2 separate regions of the Gasterosteus aculeatus genome follow, and region 1 is linked to region 2. The links are chromatin contacts, called in public Hi-C maps. All regions are on one chromosome and are shown on one strand. Each heading gives the region's core, a stretch centred on a gene start, on an enhancer-like site or on the middle of the called end of the contact. The rest is flanking DNA. Distances are from core to core; before and after follow the strand shown. Region 1 overlaps plekhh1 (pleckstrin homology domain containing, family H (with MyTH4 domain) member 1). Region 2 holds the start of zfp36l1a (zinc finger protein 36, C3H type-like 1a).

Region 1 (5,240 bases), core at 1,260-3,759, 36 kb before region 2:
CGGCCCACAGCGACTAGAGTCTTAGGATGAGTTAAATGCAGAGGTTCCCCTTCATGGATGTGTGACAAATGAAACCCATTTTCCTCCTTTAACTTCATACATCCACATCGCATTTGACAAGTGCAGAACCGGAGATTAAGATGAGACGATTCAACACCCGATTCAGCACCCAACATCTGCCCCGAATTAACGGGGGGCCAACGGTCGTACCCCCCCCCCCCCCCCTCCCCGGGGAGCGGGCCAACGAGGGGCGGAGACAAGCAGTGACACACAGGCTGATGCAGCCGGACTGCGTCTCCCTCAGGGGGGGCTGCTGCAAAGCATCCTGTGCGCAACAGCACCTCGGTGCGGCGCACATCTGGGCTGCAGATGTGCGGTTCTGCATGCGCGCTTGGAACGCCGGTTGTGTCTGAGACAACTGTGTGTTTCCCGCGGAACACGCGCGTCTATGTGTGTAACCAAATGGGCCGCAGCGGGAGCCGCAGTTTTTGTTGGTGGAAGGAGAGAAGGTCAGAGGCGTAACTTCGGGGGGGGACAATCAACCGTTGAGAGATGGATTTAGTTTGGAAAGGCGTCTATGGAGGAAGAGGAGTTGTTTCAGGTCAGTGGAAGACAAACAGACATCTGGACGCAGATGTTCTGACCACTACAAACATTCTGAGTAACAACAAAAAACACCTACAAATGATCGCAAACTCACATCATAACCCGAGTGTTAAAATATCTGAGAGATCTTCACGGGGGGCACAAGGGGGTCCCCTCATATAATCCTTGAGTTAAAGTTAAAGTATTTTTTGATTGAGCAGCCATCATCACGAGAGACGAGGCCGAGATGAATCAATTCGATGACCACGAGGAACAACAGGATCTACACAACACCTCATGATTCATCTCATGACCCACAACGACAGCTCCACCAACGTGTTCGAACCTCGACGTGACTCGCTGCAGAGCTCACTGTTCAAAGAGAGACGAGGTCGATGAAGGTGCGTCGGACCAGATTATCTTCATGTCGCTCCGTTTCTGAACGGCAGCTGCTCTTTAGGCTCCTGCGAGCTGGTTTTAACCGGGTCTGTGTCGCAAAGTTGTACGTTTTCTGTGGTTACCGGATTTATATATTTCGCCATCATTATGGAATATGTCTTGGCTGCAAAGAAAATATGCATATCCCCAAATGTGAAGAGTGCAGTTAGTCTGTGATTTGTATCCAAGCCAGTGAGATGGAGGGAAAGCGAGGCCTCCCTGCGGAGCGACTGCAGCACCGCTCGTGTCCGCGAGGTGGCACTTGTGCTCCGCTGGTTGACGGCTCTTTAAAAACCAACTGTGGAACCAAATGGGTTTTCTGCCCGGGGCGCATGATCTCCACCACCGGCAATCACGGAGACAAACGCCAAAGCAAACAACGAACCACTGTTTGCTTTTTCTCTGCTACAACAAAGTAGAAATGTGGCAGAAACAACTCATTTTCTCTCTGTTTTTTTCTTCTTCTCTCGCACAGACGGACCACACGTACTTCACGTAACACATCTAACATGCACGCGCGAGCATAGACTGAGCATCACGTGATTTATATTCTTTCCTATACTTAGGATCGTATTTCTCTGTCAGCAGAGCCGAGGCGATTTTTTTCTTGGAAACGATGAAACACCTGTAGGTCTGGAAGGGCAGAATGTGGGTGTTGTTGGTGTTGTTCTCTTGACTCCGCATTGAGCTTCTGTTTCCCTCCCGCGGGACGCCCGGCGAGCGTTTGCGACGTGCCGGGGGCCACGGGGACGAGAGCGGGAAACACAGAGGAGGCCACAAGCCAACCCGCTTCAGAAAACAAGTAGCAGAAAACACTCCTCTTCCCAGTTTAAAACTCAAGGTCGATGCTTAGAAACGATCCCTTTGATGTGGCAATTCTCTTTTTCAAACTTAAAACATCTGATATGAAATGTATTTGATTTGTTGCTACAATCGGCAGCGTTTTAGCTTAGCTTAGCATGCAGACTGGAATCGGGAGGAAACGAGCAGATTAAACACACGCAATGTGTAAGTGTTGATTCCCGTGAACTGGCTAACGCGTCAGCAAACAGTTTCTTTTTCATGAATATAATTTGGATCGGTTTCCAGCTTTGTTTTTGGTGCTACATGAGTGAAACATAAAAGAGAAAAAAGTTCAGAAGTGTTTATCCTCCAGTCCAACACTGTTCTGCTTTGGAGGTTTGATGAGCAGAGGGAGGGACGGCGTGACTCAGAGCGGGGAGTGAAAATAAATACCCCGGTGAAGACAGTTAGACGAGCCTTTCATAGCTCATTTCATTTACCGACATAAACCGCATTACTGACTGGTTCCGGGGGGGGAGGGGAGGGGAGGGGGGCCTGCAGCGCGTCCGTTCTTCTGCGTTAACGTGTTTATGTGCGTGTTCCCCTGAAGAAAGAAGCGGGACGAGTTGTGTGGTAACGCCTCCGTTGGGCCGCTCTAACCTCCCCTCTCTCCCTCTTTCCTTCTCTCCTCTCCTCCCACTGAGTGAGAGAGTAAGTGGGCTCAGGTTGTAATTACAGTAATGACTGATTTTGCTCTACCTTTCCGCCCCTGTAACGTGTTCTCTCCCCCCCCCCCCCCCCCCTTTCAGCCCTCCCTGTTCCGCTGGATGTGGTTTGGCTGCTCGATGCCTCTTTGTTTTCGGTAAGGAGATCCCCCTGTTTATGAGGAGGTGGGTGTCCCAGCGCTTCGCCCACCTCATCTTTGATCTGCTCCTTCTGCTCCTCTTACCTTGAGTGTGCGCACGAACACCGATGAGCCTTCGAAATAAAGAAAAACAGCACTGCCCGTCTTCACGTGTTAACGTTTGCTGGTTGCGATGTGATGGGATGTTTCGGTGGCTCTTTGCACGATTGATCACACGAGGGTTATTGGCACATTCAGACTTCTCTTTCATTTAGACCCAATCTTGGTCCCATAGAAATGCATCAACGAGCACCGCAGTGTTTTAATATCTTTTTTATATCTCCAAATGAATGAAAGTGTCGGCCTTTCACTGCGAGTTGGAGGCCTATTCAGTGGAGGTGAATCATTTGGTTCTGTTTTTTCTCTCCCTTGTTATTGTACCTCCTCAGTGTATTTACACCATGTGTGTCCCTTTGTGTCGTGTTTGGGTTGTGTGTGATGTTGCTGTGATCTGGTTCCTGCTTGCTGACAAGCATTTTGTATTTTTAGTTATTAAAAGTTACTTTGTTTTGAGCTCGAGTCCTTGCTAAAGTATAAAAGGTGATAATATGTCAACGTGGTGTTTGCAGCTTATTGTGCAGCCCCATTATTCCACTCTGTCCCGGTCAACATGTTCAGTGTCTCCTTGTTCCAGCACCTCATTTAAGCTTTATAATGTTCAGTGAAATGTCCAGAACGAATCTCTGCATCGATCAATCAAATAACCATATCCATATGTATGTCTCATTTAATTAACATTAACCCACATTTCTGCCTGCTATATGTGGCCTTGAATTGGCTGCACAGTTTGTCTCTTTGATTTCACACAGGATAACTGAACTCATAATGTTACGTGATATATTCAACTGATTCAGCATATTAAAACTTTGCTATTAGCAAAAATAACATTTCACTTGGGGAAGTAAAACTACACATGTAGCAGGCTTGTACAACCAACGCAATCAAAACTTCCCCTATAAGCTCAGTTGAAGACTTTTAAAAGAAGAAGGAAGAGAAAAATTGCACCACTATAGAGAGAAAAACAAATTGTCGGCAGAATAAAATAACGGACTGGGTGTTAGCAACATCAGGGAACATCTGTCGCACCCAAGTAAATCACGCAGGCCTTTATTTTTCCCACATCCTCTCTCCCTGATTGTAAAATCCAAAACACGTGCCAGAGGAGTCCAAATCAAGCGAGCGGGCCTGAGGATTTAATGCTTTGCACCTATCTCTCGTCTGCCCTTTGGCCCTCACACCTCCTGCCTCTCCGGGTCACAGCTGGGCCGCACGGACGGCCGCGTTGAGCGTTACCTGTCAGACAAAGCGAGCTGCCAAGATTCTCCCGAGCTCTGCTGAGATCAGGAGCTGAGAGCCCTTCTGCTCCACAAAACCCTCCTTAACCAACCCCCCCCCCCCAGCAGAAACAGCAGAGGAGTGGGAGGGAAAGATGATACGAAAGCCAGAACCGCTGACCCCTGCTTCCACAGGCGGTTCACAGAGAGTTGAGTCAGAGGTGCAGGGCAGCCGGTTAATTCCTCTCTTCCTCAGTGGGCTCCAGTGTTCATGCTCGCGTACGGTATTGTCCTCCATGATTACAGCACCAGTGGAGATCCTGTTTGAATCTGAGGGACTCTTGGATGCTCCGAGGCCTTGTATGCTGGCGCTTCAGGGCACCTAGACGAGGGATGGGCCTCTGTTCGATGTCTGCAAGGGGGAACCGTCACGTTTGTGTCATAGACTGTAAATACAAAGTGGACCACGTCGGTCACCGGTTAGTGGACTGCGATTTTGAAGCATTGAGTTGGTCCGAAGTGACAAGTGATGCTTGGAGGTACTTGGCTTTGGCTTGGTTGTTTGAACAACCTTGTTAAATGTCTGTTTTCTGGAAACATATGAGGCCGTGATTGACAACTTTGTTAGAAAAGCCTCAGCTCTCATTGGTTGTTTTCTCTCGGCTCTGTGAAATCTTTCAAATACCATTAGGAGCACTTAAAGGAGGCAGAGGAAGCAGGTTATCTTGATCTAAGTGTAGTTTTAAACTGGCAGCGGAGGTAGAAACAGCCCCGTCATGACGGACGCGATGGGGCTGCTGTTGTGTTAAACGCCACGTCAGCATTATGGCCGCTGTGACCTTTATTTCAGGGTACAAAAGCAAAGATGGTGTTTAGTGGTGGATCTTCATTTCTGGAGTATTGCAGAATCTCTAAATACACATCGGCAGAATGGGTGACACTGACACGCTAGTGATCTAGTACTGTGCTACCACAATATTTTTTTATTGTATATTTTTATAAACTTAAAAAAAACGTATTTAAAGTAAACTAAACTAATCATACAAAGTAAGCATACAATATAAACAATAGGATATCCTTACTTTACCTGTAAGGGCAAGATCCTAAATCACAGTATATTTCATTAGACCGTCTCTGCTTCTTTAAACCCCATTTTTTTCTAACTCCTGTTTTTCAAAAGTCTCTGATTGTGGAAGTCACATCTTGGGGCTGTTTTGTTCCGTTTTCTTCAGTAGGTTCTTCTCTCAGCACAGCAA
Region 2 (5,246 bases), core at 1,730-4,229:
CTCTACTTGGCTTCGTTGCTAATTTTGCGGCCTTGCAGTGAACCAAAACATCATTAGCGTCCTTCTGTTTTGCTGTGAATTGGCAGTGAAGGGCCAAAAGACCCACATTTCCAGAACGGCGTTTGTTCCAAACCCTTCGGGGCCCGTGGTTGCAGCACCGCCGCGGGGCGAAGCCGTCCAAACCAGCCCGGCCGCGCATCTGACGGCGCATCCCACCCAGCGTGAGACGAGGGGCAGTGGAAGTGGAGCGGACGGGCACGCCGGAGCAATCCGTGGGAACGACATCGGCGCGAGCAGCTGGTGGTTCACCACTAACAATGCTGCGGCTGCTCCTACGGACAATTAATCGCTGCGAGGTCTCGTTTCCCTCTCGTTCTCTCCCTTTCTCCCTCCCTCACCCTCTTCATCTGAGGACAGTTCCGCCCTACGAGATGACCACAGCCCCCCCTCCTCATATGAATTTGGCAAACATACCATGAGACATGAAAGAAGGAAAAGATGAACGTTTGACGAAGCTCATCCGGGCAAGATGTGGGGATCGGCGGGGGGGGCACAGGGAACGACACATTTATGAAATCAAACTTCAATAATCCATGAGCCTGATTGCTTAACAATCCGTCTTGTCTGTATCAACAAAAACATGCTCACATGCTCGGAAAAAATGGGAAGTTATGTTCTTTAGAAATCTGTGAAATTGAATATGTCTGTTTACTGTAGTTAAAAGGTGCTTGGAGGAATGTATTGGTGTAAGTATTTATATTTAACTTCATGATTACATTGCGCTTTGCATCACACTGCTTTAATTGGAGATCTTTAGTTGCTTTGTACGTCAAACGTAAAATGTCAGCACATAAAGCACTAAAAACTACATTATATAATGTAGATTGAGTATCTTAAGTACGTTACTCAAGTATGGTAACATAACTTCTATTTAAGGATTCAGGATCTGATCTTTCATCTCTGCATCCGTGATTAGAATTGACATGAATCATTTTCCCCACTAAATACAAAATGCAAAACACATTTCTGGATAAGAGCTAATGTTCCACTTACCGATGCTCATAACACTACATTTTACAGAATTGAAAATACAATGTGTGTGGGAGACGGTTTCATCCGAAACAGATACTTCAGTTGGAAAATAATTAACTTAAAAGAAATCTTAAATACCAGGAGGTGGCAAACAGATGAATTACTGGTATCTGTCGTCAAACAAATCATTCCTCAGAAAATAAATGAGCATGAAGCAGTGGAACGTCTTTTAATGAGCCCGTGGTCGCGTTAACTGATGTGGTGCCGCACAGCTTGAGATTTACCACGCAGCACGTCTCAGCATCTTGTGCAGCTGATAAGTCCATTTGCTTCATGTGAGGACACTGAGTCAGTGTGTCGGCGGAGAGAGGCGCGTTACACAATACAGAGGGTTGTGCTGAGTCCTAATTCACCTAAAAAAGCCACATGAGGACAGGCCTGTGTCTGACTGCGCTGACCAAACAGTTTAATCTTAGCGATTCTCGCTCACGGTGTAACAAATATAATCTTCTGCATTTTTTTGCTTTCGGGGGCAAACAAGGAGAGACTTTAAATGCCGTACAAAGACGGGGGAGTAAATGTGAAACAACAAGAGCACGAGGAAAAGAAGAACTCTGCCCTCTGTTGGATGTGAGGGGGAAGAACAGCAAGCTGTTGCTTTAAGAGACGACTTCCAATTTGTTGAGTTTCCCCAGAACTTCTTTCATCTCCCGTTGAGTTAGATAAAAGATTTAACAACCAGTCATCCCACTTAAACGTTATCAGTGACCCTGTCCTCCCTTCTGAGGACGGGGTCTTCGGCGCAGGAGGCCGACATCAAACCCTCCAAAGGAGGCTGAGGAGTGACTGACTGCAGCACCAACAGAGACTGATAGGCCCCACAGGCCTGAGAGGACAGCTTTGGCCTTGAGGAGCACAAATCTTTAGAAATCCACCGTCCTGACAGAGAGAGGGAGAGAGGGAGAGAGAGAGAGAGGGAGGGAGAGAGGGAGGGAGGGAGAGAGGGAGAGAGAGAGAGAGAGAGAGAGACTCGACTGTCAACAGCTAGAGGAAAATCCTGCCTGAGGAAGTAAAGCTGACATCTAGATTGTTTCTTTTGTGCTCTTTTGTGGTGGGGAGTCGATGGAATGATGGGACAGGAAAACGCTGTGAATATTACATCTTTGACCTTTAAACATTTGTCAGAACAATTAGCCCATTCATGTATTAGTAGTGCATTCATTTATTAGGAAATCAACTTGATAAAAAAGCCAATAAAAAGGCAGAAAAGGATGTGTTTTCTTTGACATACGTTGGATTTATCAGTGCATTCGGTGTTTGAGGGAATCCTGCGTGTCTTCTTTTGAAGGCGATCATATGCAACCTTCTAACTACTTAAAACAACAACAAATCCCATTTACAGACGACAACTGCTAAATATAATCTGAACATCACCCATGTAAGAAATATTAAGTATGTCTTTGTTTGGGAAGTTAAGATACAGAAAACTCGCTCAAACTTGATCTTAAAAGAAAAGGTAACTTTTCCCCTGTGTGTGCAAGGCACTGTGTCAAAATGCTGCCGTTTACTATCTGCATAAAACCTGTTTAAAAAAGAACCACATTGGAAAATATCTCCTGGGAGATTGTCATTTCGACAGGAAGCAGGTGCCTCCTCCTAAACCTGGAAGGACAACTGCAACGCACAATAACAAGCGAGCACGATACATCTGAGAGCATTGGAGTAAACATCGACACAGTCGGAGGCTTCTTGAGGCCAGGCTGCAGCGGGGCAGGGTTTTTTTTTGTTTTAACCCTGCATATCTTGAAGAGCTCTAATCTGTACGAGAATCTATTTTGCTCCAACATCACATATAACTTACATAACCGTTGGTTGATCGTTTTTAGATTATGCCATATTATCCTTGAGATCGCTTCTCTCCAGCCACAGTTTGTTGTATTTGCTGTGAAACAGCAAACTGCTGTAAATCCCCTCCTGTGCGACCCTTCTGTAGTTTTCCCTCAGAAGAGAGACAATCAATCTGATCTACTTAATCAATCTGGGACAGGACCTTTGAACTGCAGACAGGATTTCAAGGAAGTTTGTCATCCCCCCTCCGCCCCCCCAGCCCACGTCTGTGAAAACACTCCAGGGGGAGATTACGCCAAACAGCTCCGGCTCGTAAAACCCTTTTTATGTTAAAAACACACACCCTGGCCCTTCCCTGACGGACTCCAGAATATGTCAGAAAGTTATATATACTCCCGTTAATGCAGTGTGGAGATTAGCATTATGGTTCCTGAAGGTCGTGGGGGGGGGGCCGGGGATCTGTTTGAAACGAAGATCCTGCATTCAAGCCGCGTGCATCTGGCCTTTTTCGAACTCAACTGCATTGAGCATTTCAGAAAGAAAAACAAGTCCCCCTGCCTCCCCCGCAGTGAGACAACCCCCCCCCCCTCCCCCCCGTGTGGCTTCTGTATGGGCAAAGAAGAGGAAAAGCGAATGTTTTGCCCCTCTCCCCTCACCTCCCCCTGGGGCAGCGCTGTGTGGTAATAAACGTCCCCCATAAATCTCCCCCTCACTCCATCACCCCCCTCCTCCACATCCACCTCTTTTTTCTTCTTCTTCTTCTGCTTCTTTCTCCTGGTTAACAGCTTCTTTTCTTCTCTCGCAGGCCCGGCCTTTATCCCCCCCCCACCACCCCCCCTTCTCCCTCTGCAACCCAACCCTGACATTGACTCACAGCCCGACGGGGCGGGAGAGCGGGAGAGGAAGACGACGGAGCACAATGGGAGTTGTACGGGCCCGGTGTCGCCTGCAAAGCGCCATTATTGTCACCGCGTCTGCGGGGGGGGGGGGGGGGGTCGAATCTGGTGTCAGGTCAAGGCCCGCGTGATGGAATGACAACGTCACACGTCGTTTACCTGCTGCTGAGGGAAGCAGAGCTGGGGGGGGGGCAGGGAAAGAGTTAAAAAGGCCTGGCCGCCACCGGAAAGTCCCGCCAGTGAGTGACGTGACAGGCCTCCAATTAGGAGTAAATTAATTACAGAGTGGCGGATGAGAGGTGAAACCTTGAGGAGAGCGGGGGCCGTTTAAGGAGCAAGGCTTCCACGAGGGAAAGAGGCGACTCATAATAACAACTTTTTTTATTTTTATATATAATATTTAACCATCACAACATCTGCCGAGAGCAACGGCAACTTGGCAACTTTTTTTTTTGTATAACTCAACGTCGGTATCCCCCCCCCCCCCCCCCGCACGCCGATAAACCAATAAACTGGCTCACTGTGGAGGAACTTTGGCCGCACGTCGGTGCCAAATAAAAAAAACCCAACAACTGCTCAGTATTCGCGGTCGGTGCGGCCGCGTTGTTCTCTCAAACAAAGTGACAACCCCACTCAAAAGTTTGCCCCCTTCAGAAGAGGGTGGAGGAGAAAGCAAGCGGAGTTACCGCCCAGCGGCGCCGAGGCTCCTCCTGCAGAGGATTATAAAGCAAATGTCGGAGCTGGTGCCGGGCAGAGGGGGTGTTTCTGCAGGGTCCCAAACGCAACAGGAGCCGCACACCAGAAAACTCGGCAGACCTGCGCAACTTTTTTTTTTTTTTCTCCTTCAAGCCGAGCATTACTTTATTTTTTTTGTTTTTGTTTTTGTTTTGTTTCGACTACTTTTCGAACTCCACCCCGGCCGCTGCAGACATGACCACAGCCGTGGCGTCGCCTTTCTTCGACTTCGACATAATGAACAAGGTTAGCTTCGCGTCTCTCTGTCCTGTCCCCCCGCTGTCTCTGTCTCTGTCCCTGGTGGTTTCTGTTAGCATGTTAGCCGCTGTGGAGGAATGACGCGCTGCACGCTCGCGGCCCTCTGCCGTGGCGCGCGTGCCTTTCTTTTTTTTAAAGGCTTTAAAAAAAAACCTTTTTTAAAATATAGTTTATTTTTTATTTTTTTTAATGCATTCCTTGTGCACCGCGTCTGCATCGGAGCCCTTGGCGGGTCACGACCTCTTGTCCGCGTTGTGCTGTCGGGAACTTGATCAGTTGTCGTAATGTGTTGTAAACTTTCTTTGTTGAACACGTGCCGCGCGCGTTTACCGAACCGGACCCGGTTTCTCCGAACGGCCGCGGCGGTTTTTGACGCGCTGTTCGTGCCCTCTTGTCTGTTTTTTTTTTTTTTTTTTTTTAATGAGCGCAGTTTTGCGCCACTTTTAATACTCTACAAAGCAGCCACATGCTCGCTAA

What was found. Hi-C and Micro-C count contacts between places; a contact is called where the count stands out from the background.
Region 1: a contact with region 2 is called in a Hi-C map of skeletal muscle, with 11 times the contacts expected there. The contact joins the enhancer-like site here to the promoter of zfp36l1a in region 2. A contact is called at or near these places in 4 of 6 Hi-C or Micro-C datasets (skeletal muscle, tail fin and whole body).

Annotation. Positions count from the first base shown.
Region 1 is chr15:12,051,185-12,056,424 of fGasAcu3.hap1.1, reverse strand. The region is part of intron 1 of plekhh1 (pleckstrin homology domain containing, family H (with MyTH4 domain) member 1); the gene reads right to left. Among protein-coding and RNA genes, the nearest start is that of plekhh1, 24 kb to the right of the region's middle. Within about 2 kb of position 2,509, at least 5 of the 9 cell types and tissues checked have open chromatin away from gene starts, as enhancers often do.
Region 2 is chr15:12,015,933-12,021,178 of fGasAcu3.hap1.1, reverse strand. zfp36l1a (zinc finger protein 36, C3H type-like 1a) reads left to right here and starts at 2,979. Exons shown (of 2, transcript XM_040199741.2): 1 at 2,979-4,757. The coding sequence starts at 4,707.